2 separate regions of the Mus musculus genome follow, and region 2 is linked to region 1. A link is a contact called in public Hi-C data. All regions are on one chromosome and are shown on one strand. Each heading gives the region's core, a stretch centred on a gene start, on an enhancer-like site or on the middle of the called end of the contact. The rest is flanking DNA. Distances are from core to core; before and after follow the strand shown.

Region 1 (4,950 bases), core at 251-2,750:
ACAGAAGACAGCTCAGCACTTTAGAGCACTCCTTATCTTACAGAGGACCCCAGTTATATTCCTGACACAGACTTAGTTCCAGGACCTTGGACAACCTCTTTTGGCCCCCATGGCTACCAGGCATACATGTGTCTTCAATATCTGTGAAAGAGGGGGCCAAAGCAATGAGGAAGGGCAAGGGGAGGAGAGCCAGCAGAAAAATAATAAACTGTCACAAAAATGTTCCACTCTTTAGTTCTAGTGAGGTTCTCAGAAAACTTTGAAACACCAGAATGTGAGTTACTCAAATAATAATCTTTGCTTCTAACCTGTATTTTTAATGGAAATAATGAAGTCCTGAATCAGGTTTGCCTGAGTCTCCTTTCCTTTCCTTCCTTTTGTTTCTTTTGGTTTGCTTTGGGTTTTTGTTTGTTTGTTTGTTTGTTTGTTTGTTTTTATAATCGAATTAACTCCAGAACATTCGGGGGTGCCGGCTGGGATCCTTATCCCCACCAATAGACCAGTAGCTGCCTAATGAGCTGCCACGGGAGCCCCTGTGAGACCTAGGGAAGAATGAGAGGCTGAGCACTGTGACAGACGCTTCAGCCTCGTCAACAGGAATCCAGGCAGTTAATAGATTCCTAGGATTTGAGGGGCTCACACATAAGGCTAGGAAGGTGAGGACTCATCCTTGACAGAGTAATATCCCCGTTCTGCCACCCACTTGAGTTTTGAGTTTGCTCACAGAGACAAGGGTCCTTTTAGGTTGTGCTAGCTTCTGTGGGAGACTGCTGTGAGGGCACGAAGGTGACGACCTCCTCTCTTCTAAGTCCAGACCTTGATACTGGAAGGAAATAAAGCTATGTTTAAAGAGTCAACCATCATGGTGAAGCTTGAACCTTGGGGCCTTGTTCCTGGTAGTAGGAACATTGGAAGGGATGCTGCCCACATACAGTGACTACTGTAAATCATTTCCTCTGTATTTTCCTGGGGATAAAAATTGTGAGTTGAAACAGGTGAGTGGGCGTCATATTATTATGCAAAAAATTAATATTAGCAAAGAAAAGCCTCAAGGGCTGTTTGCTTGTTTTCATCTGAGAATAAGATGGGTTGGAAATGTAGACGTGTGTACATGTTCCCCTGTCTGCCGCCAGGGGGCAGCATCTTCTTGGGCAAAGGGAGGCCAGTGAGGAAGAAATTGCGTCTGGAAGATGCTGTTTGTCGCCTGGTGTCTTAAACCCTGAGGAAAGGAGAAATACCCTCTAAAATGGACTTCTCTAAAGAGATCTAAAAATCCTCAGAAATCAGAGGTCAATTCAAAAGAAACTATGGCTTCTGGGAGATGCTCAGAACATGGAAATCATTGATACTCTGAGAGTATTTCTTCTGAAGGGTTTTCCTTAGATTTTCCTGGATGAGATTTGGTGAAAGCAGATTTATTTTTAACAAATGCACACACATGGCATCCTCTTTCTTAGTGACAGGAACTTCTCATTTTTCCAAAATGTGCTTGGCAAGCTTGGCAGCCAGAGAAACGAGACTGGGAGACCTGCTGTTCCATGGTGCATGACGAGCAACAGAGGAAGCCAGTCTAAACCAGAAACCATCCTCTCAGGACGGATTCGGGAGGATGTTCTGCATTCACAACACTCACGTTCAAAGCTGTGGTTTCTTACTCCGCAGTAATTCTGCACCTTTACATCATTTTCTTATATACATTAGTGGAAAATTGGCGGGGGTGGGGGGGCGTCAGGGGACACGAAGTAGCTAAGGCACTAGACTTAGATAATTCTGTCAGAATTCTCAGCATTATTTTCCTTCATCATCTTTTTTCTTTTCCTACATGTGGCTTTAAGCCCAGTGCTTGTAGCATAAGCCCTTGAAATTCTATCAGCCAGGAAGTTGAGGTTTCTGACAGAATGAATATGCATGGCACACATAATCTACAATTTATTAGGCTGCTTCGCTGGTCATTATTGAGATTTGATTGTAATGCTTAGTGGCGTTAACATCCTCTCCATCCCCCTAACAACATTTATGGTCAGTAATAATATTAGCTCAATCCTTGAGCCTCGCTCTGCTGAATGAACCAAGCGACTTGAGCTCCTCTTGGCTCATTACTTCTAACAGGGCTCCTGTAGTCATGTCACACTCCAGCGACAAGCCTGACAGAATGGCATCTTTTAAATATTATCTCTGACATATTTCTCTGAAATGCTAGCCTTTCAATTAGTGTTATGCACCAGAAGTGACAGATTCTAGAAGAGTCACTTCTACAAGAGAGTACAGTAATAGGTGACCTACCAACAACAGTGGGCTAGAGAAGACATCCATGAATAAGTTCATTATAGCCCCTTGAAGGGGTTTCCACAGCATGGGCATGAACTAGTGGTCAATCAAGATGTCCATATATCTTTCTTTTGGACATTGTTTTTCCATTTCCCAGGTTCTGCATCTTTTGCTACTAAAAGCTGCTTCCTTCACCCATAGGCATTACAGATGCCCAAAGTCTGGTCCCACAGGAGCTCATACGTGATACCCTATTATTGCAGAACGTCAAATGCCTGTCCCCTTTGCCTTTGGGACGCACAAACTGACATGAAAGTTATGCTACAGAGACCTTGTCGGATCAAGCTGAGGTTGAGGTTTCACTCAAAATCACACTCATGCTTGGCTTCTTCTGTTGGGAGCCGCCCCCACATTCGCCGTTACAAGATGGCGCTGACATCCTGTGTTCTAAGTGGTAAACAAATAATCTGCGCATGTGCCAAGGGTATCTTATGACTACTTGTGCTCTGCCTTCCCCGTGACGTCAACTCGGCCGATGGGCTGCAGCCAATCAAGGAGTGACACGTCCGAGGCGAAGGAGAATGCTCCTTAAGAGGGACGGGGTTTTCGTTTTCTCTCTCTCTTGCTTTTTCGCTCTCTTGCTTTTCCCTCTCTCTTGCTTCTTGCTCTCTTTTCCTGAAGATGTAAGAATAAAGCTTTGCCGCAGAAGATTCTGGTCTGTGGTGTTCTTCCTGGCCGGTCGTGAGAACGCGTCGAATAACAATTGGTGCCGAATTCCGGGACGAGAAAATCCGGGACGAGAAAAAACTCCGGACTGGCGCAGGAGGGATACTTCATTCCAGAACCAGAACTGCGAATCAAGGTTATAAGGTTCCCGTAACACAGACTGTTGAGAAGGATTCAACTGCCGAATTCAGAACTCATCAGCTGGGGAACGACGGTGATAAAGGTTCCCGTAAAGCAGACTGTTAAGAAGGATTCAACTGTATGAATTCAGAACTTTTCAGCTGGGGAACGAGAGTACCAGTGAGTATGTTTGGCCTTGAATTTTTTCTGGTGTTAGGAGCCCTTTTGTTCCTTTTCACATGTTATATAGTGGTTAAGGCAGGGCTGAAAATTCTGGATGAAATTCAGGGCAGTCTATCAGAAGTAAAGCGGGGAGAGAGAGTAGGAGCAAGGAGAAACGGTAAGTATACAGGCCTTTCCAAGGGTCTTGAACCCGAGGAAAAGTTAAGGTTAGGTAGGAATACCTGGAGAGAGATTAGAAGAAAAAGAGGAAAAAGGGAGAAGAAAAAAGATCGATTAGCGGAGGTCTCTAGGAGATACTCGTCACTAGATGAGCTCAGGAAGCCAGCTCTTAGTAGCTCTGAAGCAAGTGAAGAATCCTCCTCTGAGGAAACAGACTGGGAGGAAGAAGCAGCCCATTACCAGCCAGCTAATTGGTCAAGAAGAAAGCCAGAAGCGGCTGGCGAAGGCCAGTTTGCTAATTGGCCTCAGGGCAATCGGCTACCAGGTGCACTCCCGCCCTATGCGGAGTCCCCGCCCTGCGTAGTGCGTCAGCCCGTGGTGCGTCAGCAATGCGCAGAGAGGCAGTGCGCAGACTCATTCATTCCCCGAGAGGAACAAAGGAAAATACAACAGGCATTTCCAGTCTTTGAAGGAGCCGAGGGTGGGCGTGTCCACGCTCCGGTAGAATATGTGCAGATTAAATATGGAATCAATGCTAATTTTACCTTGGTACAGTTAGACAGGCTTGCCAGCATGGCACTAACTCCTGCCGACTGGCAAATGATTGCAAAAGCCGCTCTCCCTAGTATGGCCAAATATGTGGAATGGCGAGCTCTGTGGCAGGAGGCGGCACAGGCGCAGGACCGAGCAAACGCTGCTGCTTTAACTCCAGAGCAGAGAGATTGGACTTTTGACTTGTTAACGGGTCAGAGAGCTTATTCTGCTAAACCTGATAAGAGGTGTCAATGGAGGGTCTTACCACAGGGGATGTCCAATAGTCCTACAATGTGCCAGCTTTATGTGCAAAAAGCTCTTTTGCCAGTGAGGGAACAATTCCCCTCTTTAATTTTGCTCCTTTACATGGATGACATCCTCCTGTGCCATAAAGACCTTACCATGCTACAAAAGGCATATCCTTTTCTACTTAAAACTTTAAGTCAGTGGGGTTTACAGATAGCCACAGAAAAGGTCCAAATTTCTGATACAGGACAATTCTTGGGCTCTGTGGTGTCCCCAGATAAGATTGTGCCCCAAAAGGTAGAGATAAGAAGAGATCACCTCCATACCTTAAATGATTTTCAAAAGCTGTTGGGAGATATTAATTGGCTCAGACCCTTTTTAAAGATTCCTTCTGCTGAATTAAGGCCTTTGTTTAGTATTTTAGAAGGAGATCCTCATATCTCCTCCCCTAGGACTCTTGCTCTAGCTGCTAACCAGGCCTTACAAAGGGTGGAAAAAGCCTTACAGAATGCACAATTGCAACGTATTGGGGATTCGCAGCCTTTCAGTTTGTGTGTCTTTAAGACAGCACAATTGCCAACTGCAGTTTTGTGGCAGAATGGGCCATTGTTGTGGATCCATCCAAACGTATCCCCAGCTAAAATAATAGATTGGTATCCTGATGCAATTGCACAGCTTGCCCTTAAAGGCCTAAAAGCAGCAATCACCCACTTT
Region 2 (4,697 bases), core at 1,330-3,829, 370 kb after region 1:
TCACAGGCAGACATTTTTCAAGCATCAGTGGGTGAATAGACCCCTCCTCTGCAGAATATCCATGCCATCTATTACAATACCCATTAGATAGGATGTGAGAAATTGATAGAATATGTTCCTTGTTTTATAATTCTATATGAGGATTAATGGATACATTAAGTGCCATATGGTATAATTTGACATTGACTAAAGCTATCGATAAACAGGGAGTTTTAAGTGCTCCCCAGTGTTTCTGATTTGAGATAATTGATTGATGAGAAGAATGTAGTCGAGATTTTTGTAGTAATGGGGCCCAGTGGGTTGTGGTGGGTGGCCACAGTCTTGTGGAACTGTCACATCTAAGGAAAGAATTTAGCCACATAGGAGGAAATGCTGGGTGAGTTTGTGAACACTTCTGTATTTTTTTATTAGATATTTTCTTTATATGCATTTCAAATTTCAAATGCTATTCTGAAAGTTCCCTATACCCTCCCTCCGCCCTGCTCCCCTACCCACCCACTCCCACTTCTTGGCCCTGGCATTCCACTGTACTGGGACATATAAAGTTTGTAATACCAAGGGGCCTCTCTTCCCAATGATGGCAGACTAGGCCATCTTCTGCTACATATGCAGCTAGATACACAAGCTCTGGGGGTACTGGTTAGTTCATATTGTTCTTCCACCACTAGGGTTGCAGACCCCTTCACCTCCTTTCTCTAGCTTCTCCTTTGGGGGGCCCTGTGTTCCATCTTATAGATGACTGTGAACATCCACTTTTGTATTTTTATCGTAATATCTCTTCGTATAATCAGAGGCAGCAAAATATGAAGAAACTTGCCTTTTTAAACCGAGTATTTCCAAAGTAAAATAGTTTTATTAAATATATTCTTAGTCCTACCCTTAGAATCAAACCCTGCTGGAACGGGCATATTTGTTTTAATTTTTACTGACTACCTGTATTCCTCTTCCTGTGTCTAGCCTCCTCATCTGCATTAATCTCCTATCTCCTCTCCTTTATTCTGGAGGTCAGTACTTTCACTTTTGCTTTTCATTGGTCAGAAAGTGATCCAAGCTCCCAGTAACATGGGTACTGGAAGATCTCAGGCGCTCATGGAAGCCCTTTGGCCAGGCAAATTGGTCATATAAAATAGGTGGGGGCAAAGGAAGGTGTCTGTTGATCTCACCTGCGTGTTATAGGGAATGGCAAATGAAAAGTATTATTTTAAAGGGAGTCTCTCAAGGAGCTCTCTCAAGGAGTTGAAGATTTGGGTCATGAACTGCGTCAATTGACGTGACTTCCGAATCTGTGCACAAAGGGGTTATTTAGAAGAGGTTTGCCTTTACTAGCTGCAGAATAGAGTACAGTTGCTGGCAACTGAGGAGAAAGCCCAGCTGCATGTGAATGCACCTGAGATGTGCTGCATGCACTCAAAACAGGGCTATTGGAGGTGTGCTCAAGAAACATGGCCGTCTCTAACTTCAAGGCTTACCTGTTTTGCTGAAGCGATGTGTTTCTTTTCTAATTAACACTTTCCACAGTGTTCTGGTTTTGCCCATGTTGGAAATGCCTGTAAGTATAGCTGAAAGGGATGATGGGTGGAAAGGCATTGGCATTTACATAGTGGGGGTCAGGTCGGGGTGCACTGTGACAGTTCCTGTGAAATTGTAGCAGGCTGCACTTCTACATCAATTGGTATAACAAGGATGAAACTGAATTTGAACTCAGATCCTCCTCAGGAAGGAGGGTACTCACCTACAGTAGCCACTCTGCCCTCCTCAAACCATCTACAGTGCCCAGAAAATCTAATTTAAAATAGAATCAAGAACTCTAATTTTCTCACATTTAGCACATTTAACTAACATAGATGTTCTGGTTATTTTAATCAAGGAAAAAAAACGGAATTTGAGGTTTTAGTTTGTTACTACTGGGAAATTTGATTTATCTGTTTTGAGCAGCCATCTGGAGTAAGTTTCTTCATATTACGTGTCAGGCATATATTTATGCCATAAGATCAAAATCCCTAAATTGCATCCTTTGAAAATTTTAGGCATTCTATAATGACAATTCCCAACACCACAATGAAGTGATTACATGGCTTTCAAAAATGGAAACATTGCACAACAAAAAGATGACTATGTATAATGAACAAGTTCATTTACTCCAATCTAAATGTGTGGTGAATCATGTGATGCATACACAATGAGCTGAGATGAATCTTCTGTCATTAGAAATACAATTATGGAATATTGAAACTTCTAAGGTCTAAGAAAAGTAAATAGGTATATACTTTTTAATCCAGCCCAAACCAGATATAGTTCATTGTTAAAGGTTTTCCTTAATTATGCCATAAATAAATCAAGTCACTTGTCATTGATAAATGCAAAAATATTGCTAATGTGCATGCTCATGTATGCCTTTTTCAGCAAGAATTGTGTTTGCCCTGGTCAGCTCCATGTTTTATGCAAAGTCCCCAGGGTGTTTTCAGCCTTAGCACTGTCACTGCTGTGCACATTCTTGCTCTCTCTCTGAGCGCGTCATTCTCCATATGCTCCCAGTCTCCCTACAACATCCAGTTCACAGGAAAAGATCAGAGGCACACAGCCAGACAAAAGGATGACGTAATGGTAATGGAACACCCACTCTGTCTGCACGTGGCACACAAAGTCCCCCTTTCTGTTGCAATTGAACCAACATGAGTGGTGTTTCTAAAACTGCTATTTACTATTTGACCTTAGGCAAATTACTTTACCTTTCTGTGTGTTCTTTTTATAAAACAGAACGTCCCTAACATTCTCCTAGAGTATACTGAAGCTTTAATGAGGTACTTTCTGCATTATTCTTGATATAATGTGATACCCATGATGGGCCCACAATGTTCCTTTTTTTTTCTGCTTTAAGGTTAGTCCCTTTATTTTGCTATCTGCAATCTAGTTTCTTGGTCAAGGCAATTAAATTCCCTGTTGCATCAAGATATTTCAGCTACAAGCAAGCACCTCCACAATCCCACTGTGAGTGAACAGTGGGAATGTGTGCTGCATCACTTACCAACAAATCTAGAATTAGGTGCATCCAAAGATAGGGCAGTGGCCCACTGATGTCATTAAGGATCCTTCCATCTGCCCTGCATTGTTACCTTACTAGATTCTTGTTATGATTACAGGCTGGCTGTTAGAGTTTCAGGCATCACATGTAGCCATGGCAACATCCAGCTGAATAAATGAACAATGACTCTCCCTTGAATATCTTTTCAGCAATAGAGTTTTCTCTAACCCTAACTACTCTCTAGATTTGTGGTCAGGTTTCATTGGCCAAAATTGAAAACCATGCTCATATCCTTGTTTGAAGAGAACTTTTGGAAAGTAACTAGGTCTTCTTGCCTGTTTCTTTACATAGTTTTTTCAACAGGGGTGCGGTGGGGTTAGAGAGATGGCTCGGAAGATAAAAGCACTTGAGAAGCCAGCCTGATCACATGAGTTTGATCCCTAGAATCTATATGGAGGTAGAAGGAGAGAACTGACTCTACAATGTTATCCATGTCATGTATGTCAAACATTCACACACACAAACACACAGACAGACACACACAGACACAGACACACACACACACACACACACACAGAGAGAGAGAGAGAGAGAGAGAGAGAGAGAGAGAGAGATCTAAATGAAGAAAATACCTTTCTGAATGTCTTCCAAACTACCAGGTGGGTGGATTTCATCTCACTCAGGTTTGTTGCAGGAGTGTGCTGGAGTTTATGCAAGAGCTTGAGAATATTTCTTACCCTCAGCTAAAAGCAGGGCATAGCTACCTGAGAGTTCAAAATGGAGGAATAATGTTAGATAAAGAGTTTCACAAACAAGGGAGCAATAATACCCTTTTGTCATCCTGTAACCCAACAATAAGATATTTGAGATTTGGGAAAGCCACCAGCTGATTCTCAAAACCTCCCATCCCCCATACTTGTGTGAATTCACTTATTCTACAAAGTTTCATCACAGATCTACTGTGAGCAGGCATTGAATTGGGTGCTGGGGGCTGATGAGGACAAGATAGTCTCTGACGTAAGAAGTTTCTGATAAAGAATGCATAACAGAAACAATTATGCAGAAACATGGTTTATTATTCTATTCCAACCACCTGTTCTGTGATGTAAGGTGCTAAGCCTGAGAGATGCTGCTATGTGTGCATGCAGGGAGGATGTGTCTGGATGGTTCAGTGATGATGGTGTGGAAAATGAAGTCAGTGAAGTCAAGAACAGGAGACCATTCCGAGACACGGGGTAGTAAGAAATCCTTCCAATGCATATTTCACTCATGCTTCACCTATATCATACCCAGTGTTGACAACAGATGGGAAAAGAGAGGAATCCAAGACCCTTTTCTCTGTCTTACATGAGAAATAGGCATGTACACTTTCCCCCAAAATCTTATTAGGTGGAAAATTTGGCATAGGAATCATGAGATAGTTGGTGCAGAGTCCCTGCCCAAGATGTTTCAGCTACCTTGTAACTCAATAACCTGCCTTCTCATTGCTTCAAGAAGCCTCCTAGCTCTGAGATCTGGGGTTCACAGTTACAGGTTACACTAAAAAAAGGCTTTGTCTTAACTACTCTTCTTCATTAGCAGCTGCCATGTTGGAAGCAGCAATACAACATTACCAATTATTTATCTATTAGCTTCTAGGTCATTACTCACAGAGCTAAGTCTGATCAGGGCTGGA

What was found. Hi-C and Micro-C count contacts between places; a contact is called where the count stands out from the background.
Region 2: a Hi-C map of cortical neurons shows a contact between it and region 1, with 4 times the contacts expected there. The contact joins two enhancer-like sites. A contact is called at or near these places in 5 of 484 Hi-C or Micro-C datasets (cerebellar granule neurons, cerebellum, cortical neurons and 1 more).

The regions. Positions count from the first base shown.
Region 1 is chr2:138,032,426-138,037,375 of GRCm38.p6, forward strand. No RefSeq gene overlaps it. Among named protein-coding and RNA genes, the nearest start is that of Gm14062, 160 kb to the left of the region's middle. Within about 2 kb of position 1,501, at least 24 of the 459 cell types and tissues checked have an H3K27ac peak or open chromatin away from gene starts, as enhancers often do. A contact at or near this core is called in cerebellum and cortical neurons, where this site is marked.
Region 2 is chr2:138,403,777-138,408,473 of GRCm38.p6, forward strand. No RefSeq gene overlaps it. Among named protein-coding and RNA genes, the nearest start is that of Btbd3, 130 kb to the left of the region's middle. Within about 2 kb of position 2,580, at least 46 of the 459 cell types and tissues checked have an H3K27ac peak or open chromatin away from gene starts, as enhancers often do. A contact at or near this core is called in cerebellum and cortical neurons, where this site is marked.